2 separate regions of the Mus musculus genome follow, and region 2 is linked to region 1. A link is a contact called in public promoter capture Hi-C data. All regions are on one chromosome and are shown on one strand. The core of a region is the stretch at or near the end of the contact, and the rest is flanking DNA. Distances in the headings are between cores, read along the strand shown.

The links. Promoter capture Hi-C pulls out the DNA fragments that hold promoters and counts their contacts.
Region 2: a promoter capture Hi-C map of pre-B cells shows a contact between it and region 1, with 7 times the contacts expected there. The contact joins the promoter of Insm1 here to the promoter of Dstn in region 1.

Annotation. Positions count from the first base shown.
Region 1 is chr2:143,913,690-143,917,882 of GRCm38.p6, reverse strand. Dstn (destrin) reads right to left here and starts at 2,552. Exons shown (of 4, transcript NM_019771.2): 1 at 2,236-2,552. The coding sequence starts at 2,238. It also overlaps a transcript of Bfsp1 not described here.
Region 2 is chr2:146,219,454-146,224,147 of GRCm38.p6, reverse strand. Insm1 (insulinoma-associated 1) reads right to left here and starts at 2,151. Exons shown (of 1, transcript NM_016889.3): 1 at 1-2,151. The coding sequence starts at 1,882. The coding sequence ends at 317.

The DNA of each region.
Region 1 (4,193 bases), core at 1,303-3,802:
ATTTTATAGCGGGCTGGTAATCTTTGCACATTATGAGGAAGCTGACACACCCAGTACACACACAGAAATGTTGTTTGCCATGTGCAAACAGAAGATACACTTCCCTCCTGTGGAAAGGGGCTTTTATAGACATTTATTGTGATTATTTTGTAGTGAGACATTTGAAAACATGACATCTCATTTCTCTAATTTCAATTTCCTTTATTCCAACTGCTTCTAGAAGACATAATGAGTACCAGGAAGTAATTCTTCTAATTTAAAACAAGCCCATATGTAGTTAAACTTTAATCTTCCCATTACCACCCCAAAAAGAGGAAAGGGGGTAGGGATAACTAAACGCACTCAGGAGTCCGAGAGAGTAGAATGCCAGGCCACTCTGGCCTAATCCAAGGCCCCAACTCAAATATAAAAATACAAAACCAGTGTTGTTCTTGACACCCGAAATCCTAGCACCTGCATCGCCTCAAGTTCAAGTCCAGCTTGGGCTTCACAGTGAGTTCCGTGTGGTTCTGAATTACAGAACAAGATCTGCCTCAGCAGCCTACTACCAAATGTAAAAAGGTTTCAAATACAGAAAAGTGCTAGAATCTGGGATAATAAAGGAAAATCTCTCTATCTCTCCCTTCGCCCCACCCCCCATTCTCTAATAGCTGGACTGAATGGAGATCTTCTGTGCTTATAAAACCAAACATAGTAAAGTCTGTGTTCTAAATTCCTCATTCTTAAAACATATCCAGAACTGGCAAACTGGCTCAGCAGGTGAAAGTACTTGCCAGGCAAGTCTGACAACCTAAGTTCAATTCCCAGAACCCACAGTGAAAGGAAAACTGGCTCCTCAAAGCACCGTGGCACTCCCGTACCCAAGTCCTCAGACCATAATAAATATATCAGTACTTGGATGTAAGAATGAACCCACCTTTAGTTTTTATTTTTGTCTCCCCCAAGTACCAGGAAATCCAACAGACTCTATTTTCATTTTATTTGAATGTACACCGAACAAAAAATTAAGCTTTAAAGCCAAGCTTTTACGTTTAGAATGTTTGGCCCTGTTTTAAATACTTTTGCATTCTCAACTAAAAGAAGACTGGAGAGCAGACACCAGTTCACTTTATTACACTGAGTGCTCAAATTTAAAAGTTTATCAGCACTCAAAACCTTTGGATTTAGTCTTTACTATAAATCAACATATACATACACTTAAAATCTTGCTGAGGTTCAACAGACTTCAAGGTCTGAAATATTTGTAGCTCATAGCATTAAACCCAAACATGACTTAATATCAAGGCACAGCTAAGCATGGTCCGTTTTCAAGAAAACTATCCATTTAATCTAATGAGCCAGCCTGCACCTGCAAGCCAGTTGCTATATCCTAAGAAAAAACCAAAGTTGTTATTCAGTGAAAACACTCTGTAGACAGATAAGTGGGTACCAACTGTTTCCCGGCGCACAGATGTAGCAACAGGATAGTATTTCTAGCAGTGAGGCAAGGCCTTGCCAGCAAATCATTGACCAAAAATGGTAACATTGTGCAGACTACAGTGACAAAATGTTCCACCTGATCGCCCAGTTGAGATACTGTTTTACAACCGATTTGAGTAACACTTTGGAGGTAGAGAAGTTTGTAAATTAAGCAAAATCTCTACCATCTCAATACAACGAATGTTTCTCTTTTTAAAGGGCTGGAGTAATTATACGGGCTTTCTGAAAGTTTTTAAATTTGCATCTGAAAAGCAACAACATCATGTCCAGGACTTGCACCCAAAGTTGTGGTAAAGCCTTGTTCTCAGGTAAAGGCAAATTTCTAGCATGGATGAATGGACCCGGCAGGGAAGGGTTAAAAGAGCCACTGCCAAGCTTGACAAGCCCAACGAGAGTGCCACTGAAGCTGATTGCCAGATACGACAAACAAAGCCACGGCAAGGCCACCCGGTTCTTAATCACGCTCACTAGCAATTACTCCGCCCTCTAGAGTGTTCAATAAAATCCTTTTCCTTCTCAGTAAAAAGGGCTGGAAAAGCTCACGGGTCACCAAGCTGGCCTTGGAGAAAACCGCGCCCACACGGATGGTCTCAGGTTCGGCCGCCCATCCCGGGGATCTACCGACTTCGGGATCGAAGGCAGCGAGGCCGGGCCGAAGGGGATCCCGGGCGGCGGCCTGGAACGGTGGGCATGATGCCGCCCAGGAGCTGCCTTGGAACCGACCCCTCCCTTAGCACACGCCCGAGGATCACTCACCATGTTCGCTGGGGCGGACTTCGGGAGGAGAGCTAGGAGCCTGACGGCAAAGTCTGTGCACCTTCGTCCTCCGGGTAGCAAAAGCAGGAGAGCAGGCGCAGGGCGGACGCGGCAGCTCGAGCTTATTAAGGGCGGGCACGAGTTCCAGCCAGACTGCGGCTGCGCGCGCCCCTCGCTCCGCCCACCGTTGCTACGCAACAGGCCGGCCTCCCCAGACAGGCCCCACCCAGGAGTCCCAATAGTCTCCAGACAACTGGAAACCCCTCTCCAGTTAAGGGGAGTGCATGGGTTCCCCGCCCAGAGGAGCGCCCGGGCTGCTGCTCCGTGAAGGGTGGACACAGGACGCTCCGGGGAATCTGGCCCTGCCCTGGAGGCGGGACCACGCGATGCCCCGCCTACCGCGCGGCCTTTGCCCATACATGGAAGTCGCCACCTGGCCAGGTGTGCGCGCCGCTAGGGGCGGGGCCCCGGCGCGGAGTGGGCGGGGCGAATGCCGGTGGGCGGGTGCTCTGCTTGGCGACGAGAACTCTCAAAACGGCTCTCAGGGACCGCGACCCGCATTTTTTTACCTACTTTGGTGCTGTTCCCACCACCCAGTCCTGATTGGTCAGCGCGGCACTTCGGGCCGTCGCGTGAGAGGGAAAAATCTGCACAGTTTTCCTCCTTCCTGAGGCGACCGTGGCTGATCAAAGTGCTGTGTGAGTCAGCGCTTATTCCAGGACTGGAAAACAGGAGTGATTTGTTTATCTTCTGAGCGGGCTGGGAGGAGGCCCAGTGGCCCGCGGGGGGTGCGTGGGGGACGCCGCGTGGCCCGGGACTGTGGGCCGGGCCCCGCCGCTGCGCTTGGGGGTTTCTCATTGGGGAATTGTGTTTTCCTAAAGGGCGGTTGCACGGAAATACTGCTTCCACAGGGCCACCCGCAATCCTAGCCTTGTTTTCTCCGGGTGTTTTTGTAGCGAATAAAAGGAACTCGTAAGACGTGGGATGATCACCTCACTTTTGAACTGAATTTAGGCAACGAGAACATCAGGATCTCTATAAAAAAAGTCTTAATTATCTAAGAAGGCTTTTGGGCAACATGATCGTTGTTTTTCTTTGTTTCTGTTTTCTGGGCGCTATATAAAAAAAATCTACCCTAGGTAGCAAACCGCGGTTCCCATTAGTTTTAAGGGTTTTGTTTCTTTCTTAAGATTAAAGGCAAGTCGTGGCAATTCTAATCCCTTACTGCATTGCCACGGGGTGTTTGGCAGGCTACGGCAGTGGCGTCAGAATCACCTGGAGAGTTTGCTCAAAGATTTCTTAGTTCTGGCTCCGTGCACCTAGAATGTAACCTAAGAGTTTGCCCTTTTAACAAGTCTTTGGTATTAATAATTGGTAATCACACTGAAGAGAAAGAACCTACATCCAGCTGCAGCCCGAACCCTTCTGGCTTATTTTTGTTTTTTTTTGGGGTTGGTTTTTTGTTTTTTTCTGCTCAGGACTCTGACCCCACTAAATGAGACTTCATTTAAGGACGGTTCAACCTATCATTGGTGTTTCGTCCTCCACAATCCTGTCCAAATACAAGAATGCTGTTTACTGCATAAAATTTTCTGTGCCTTCTTCCAGATTTTTTTTTTTTTTTTTTTTTTTTTTTTTGTCCTGGAACTCACTTTGTAGACCAGGCTGGCCTCGAACTCAGAAATCCGCCTCCCAAGAGCTGGGATTAAAGGCGTGCGCCGCCACCACCCAGCTTCTTCCAGAATCTTAAGCAAGTCTCTCTGGCTCCTCTGCCTCTAGCCTCACTCCCTCTCCTTATGGATTTGCCCAGTAACTGTGTTCCTATCACCTGCCAGCCTGGATTTTTTTTTTTTTTGACATATTTCCAGCGAATCCGTTTTATGTCTTTCCATAATCATTAACTTCATGGAAATCAGGGAACGGGGAGGGGACACCTTTCTTGGGCTTTCATGGATGTT
Region 2 (4,694 bases), core at 902-3,401, 2.3 Mb before region 1:
GCTTTGCCCCTCAAAAGGAGGCGTCCAACCACGAGACAAACGTATACAGCATTTTTTTCCTCCCCTGTACAGAAAGAGACGGACTCCTGTTGCGCCATGGGGCTTGGGGGGGGGGGCACAACGCAAAGGGGTTGGGGTCCAAAGGAGTCACAGCGAGAAGACCAGGTGGTCATGCTCCACCGAAGCGAAGCGAAGAGGACACTTTCACCCTGGAATGGGAGTAGGGGACCCCCAGATCAGGCATGGGGGGCGCTCTCTCTTTGTGGGTCTCCGAGTGAAGGCACAGTTCTGGGGGCCCCCGGACCGAGGGCGCACTCTAGCAGGCCGGACGCACAGGCACCTGAAGGAGGATCACCTGTCTATTCTCAGACGGGTGGCACTTGTTGATGTGCCGGGTCAGGCCCGGGGAGCTGTAGAAGGTGGCCGGGCAGTACTTGCAGGGGAACACCTGGGCAGCGTGCAGCAGGCGCAGGTGGCGCTCCTGGGCGCCCTTGCTGGGGAAGGTCTCCCCGCACACTGGGCACAGGTGGCACTGGGCGGTCGCACTCAGGCCCAGCACGCCGGCCGCCTCGCCGTCGCCCGAGGCCTCCTGGGGCGCCTTTTCGTCGGGCCCCGCGTAGAAAGCCAGGATGTCCTCGGCGGGGGGTGGCGGCGGCGGCGGGGGCGGGGGCGCGCCTTTGGCCTGCAGCGCCTGGTGATGTGCCAGCAGGTGCTTGCGCAGATAGGCCTGGCGACGGAACTTCTTGGCGCAGTGGTGGCACTCGTAGAGCCCGTCCTCGGAGCCTGACTCGGATACGCCGCCAGGGCTCGGCGTGTCCCGATCGCTGCTGCCGCCGCCCGCAGCCTCGCGCGCCTCCGCCCTGGTGGCGGCTTCTGGCTCTGGCGCGCGGGCCGCCGCGGGCACCGGCCGTGGTTTGTGCCAGCGGCGGTGCGAGGCCAGGTTGGCCGGGCAGCTGAAGACCTTGGCGCACTCTGGGCAGCGGTACTCCACGCGCACGATGCGCGAGCACTTGTGCTGCGCCAGCGCGAACGGGTCAGCGTACTCCTCCTTGCACAGCTGGCAGATGAACTCGCCCAGGGGTCGGGTCGCGCCCCCCGCGCGACCCCGCGGCGCCTCCACCGGGCCCTCCTTGATCTTGAGCCCCAGAACCGGCGACGTGGTCACCTCGTCCTCGAAGTGCAGCTTGCGGATGGCCTTCGGCTTTTTGGCGCTCGGGGCCTTGGCTGCCTTGGCGGGCGGCTCTGTAGCGACAGCGGCGGGGGGCGCCGGTCGCTTGCCCGGGGGCCGCAGGGCCGCGGCGGGGGACAGTGGAGGACCGGTCCCAGGACCCCGGGCCGCCTCGGCGCCGGCGGAGAACGCAGTGCCCATCTTGAGCTCGGCGGGAGCGAAGAGCAGCGCGTCTCCGCCGCAGGTGCCGCCGCCGCCGCCGCCAGCGCCGTTGGCGCCGCTGCCTCCCCCTGCGAGCAGCGCGGCGGGCGTGGGGAAGGACTCAGCGGACACCGGCGAGCCCAGGTTGAAGCTGCGCTCGAAGTACTTGTGCTTCTCGTGCTCGCGGCTCACCGGCCGCGTGGGACTGTAGAGAGGCGCCGGGTGCGCAGCCTCGGGGTTGCCGAAGTGCGCGGCCCGCGGGCCTGGCGGGGGTGGCGGCGGCGGGCCTGGCGCGCAGGCGAGCGCGGCGGCGAGCGCAGCATGGGCGCGCTCCGCGAGCGCCGGCGGCGGAGGTGGCGGCAGCGGCCCGGGGCTGGGCACCGGGGGCTCGGCGCGGGCGCCCCCGCAGCCGGGTGACAGCAGCAGCGCCCGGTCACTGTCCTCGCCGCCGCGGACCCGGTAGGACACGGGCGTGGACTTCTTGCTGCGCTTCACCAGAAACCCGCGGGGCATGTTGGCGCGGTGAAAAGGGCGACGCACTGGTTGGGTCCCACCTCCGTGCTCGGCCCTGGCGGCCCTCAGTGACCCCAGCCCATCGCCTGCACGCGGCGGCTTCGGGACTCCCGCAGTGCCCGCGGCTGCTGGCCCGGCTCTGCGCTCCGCACGCGCGTCCCTGTCCCCGGGCCCGGGCGCCGCTCCCTTTTAACGGGGGGAGGGGGCCATTGTTCTCGCCTCCCGCTTCCCCCAGAGCCAATCAGAGCGTCCGCAGCTCCTCCGCCGACGAGGGCGGGAGGGCGACGGAGCGGCAAAAAAGGGGCCGGGACTCGAGGGTCGCCCGGTAGGTGCGGCAGATGTACCTGAGGGCGCGGGGCCCCAGCGCGCGCCCCTCGGCCGCCCCGCCCCGCCCCGCCCCGCCGCGCCCGGCGCCGCCGCCCCGCCTGGCCCAGGCACACGCCCGGCCCCGCCTCCCTTCACGGTCTGCTGCTCCTCTATGGGGAGGCGCACGTGCCTGGGCTTTGTGTGTCTCCTCCGGGGGGCGCGGAGCCGCCAAATGGGCCCGTCCATCAGCACGACAATGTGCGCCCCCCTCCCGCGCGAGGATTACCCGCGGGTCGCGAGCTAAATAGCAACAAAGGAGAAGAATGGCCCCAAATATGTCAGGAGGGTTCAATCCGCGAGCCGGAGCCCAGGGGGAAATTGGGCGCGCTGATGGGGTGGGGGCAGGGGCGACCCGAGGGCCGCGGCTGCTGCGGGAGAAGGGCGCGGGAGCTCCGCGCGTCGTATGGAAAATCATCGGCAAGGGGAACGCGCAACTCAACTCCGGACAGCCAGTGGCCCGACCGTGCTCTGGCCGCGGGAACCCGGGCTTCAGAGAGTAAACACGTTGAGCCAGCGGGCTTCGGCGGAGCGCCGGGTCTGGGCTCACGGGCTCAACCTGCCGGCGGGCCTCGAAAGCTTCTCTCGAGTTGGAGAAACTGTTGGCATAGCACGTTTTCGATCGCCCTCGGATGCGAGGCTGCATCCCTGGCCTGCTGGCTGGCTTCCAAAAGGAACTTGAATATCTGAAGTTACGTTCCTTTCCCTAATATGCCTGAAGCCGGAGGATTGGCATCTTTGCCAGGGTCGGACCCAGGCTTCAGGAGCCTCCTCGCTGTCCAGGGCGTAGGCAACGCCTGTGGAGTTGACCCAAGTGGGCCACGCACGGTGAAGTTGGTTTTCACCCTCTGCGCAGCCTCATGCATTTTCATTCTGAGCGGGCATTTTGTCTGTGGGTTGACATCAGATGCTAAATCAAGGGCTCCAATCAAGGCGCTGCGGAATAAAGCAACCGCCTGTCTGGGCGCGGGGGCCCCCCCCCCCCGGAGTCGTGCCCCCTTCACCTTTGTGAAGGAAATTAACCTCCCGCTATTGAGCGCGGGTCGCGGCCAATCTGGACGCAAAAGAGACGCGTGCTGCCGGGGGTGTGGGGAGGTGGGGGTGGCCAATCTGTCCTCAGAGGGAGCCTGCAGCCTGAGAGGACCAGCCGCTTCCTCCCGTGCCACTGGCAAGAGACAACAACGAAGGACACCCCTGGTACACACACGCCACACTAGACGCCAGATTTGGACCCAGACCCGGCAACTTGTCTAGGGATCTCTTCCCTGCTAATGGCTGAGAAAACACAGAAGGTTCTTTTCTTGGGGAAAGAAGTAGATCCCTAAGAAGCCCCTCACCAGGGAACAAATAGCCAAGACGCATCAAATGTCATAGCTGTAGAGAAAATGTCACTTTACTCAAAGTGAGAGAAACATTTTTTCCCTCTTGAAGTGAGCCTAGATTTTTGCTGAGTTTGACTTAGATTAAATTCCACTGAAGGCATTTAATCGTTTTGGGGTTTCCCTCTGAAAATACCCTGGCTTGGAAATTAAATAGTGGTTTTGGTTTTTTGTTTGTTTTTTGTTTTTTCAACAGAATCCACTTGAGTAGTACATTGTAATGGGGACAGTTGTCAAGGTGAGTTAACTCAGAGGAAAGAAATCTTATGATTTTATATCCATGATTTTTTTTAAAACCACCAACTGAAGAGAGAAAAATATATAAAGTGTTGTAATGGTTGCTAGTCTTTATAAAGTTAGAAATACTAAAATGAGTTACAATCCATTAATATTTCGATCTGGAAATAACTGTTATTTCTTTGCTCTTTTGAGCGCTGATTAATACTGCTGATGAAATTAGAAGAGAGAGGGAGATTCCGAGACAGCTTTGGCCAATTTTATTTCCTAATCACGAATCCCATCTGGGTTGTGGAATAATGGGGCGGGGCTCGACGGGCTACCCCCATCAGGATATTTAGTCTTGCGTATGTAACACTCTTTTTATTCAAAAGGCTGCCGGAAGAGTTCGTCGCCTAGTGAGTTCTTACAAGCAAACAAAAAAAAATCCACTAATAACTGTAAAGAAGGTGTGTATGTGTGTTGAATTTGTGGGGGTGCATATGACCAACAATTGAAAAAAAAACAAATAATAAAATAAAGATAAAAAAACCTTGCTCGAGGGAATTCAAACAGAGCTCTTGATTTAGTCAAGGAAATCTATTCAGTGAATCTATTCGTGGAAGATATTCAGTGAATATTTTCCACGCCTGTACAGTTAAAATAAATGGAAGCTTAGAAAGTCCTGGAACACTTAGGCTGCGCATTCGGACACGTGCTCACACCAGCCATCCTTCAGCGGGTGCAGTCCAGTAGCACCAGTGGTGGTAGGTATGCAGGATTTTCTCAGAACTTGGCTGCCTGCAGGGACCGGAACACCTACTCCTGCGAAGTGTCTTCCCCTGAGAAGAGCA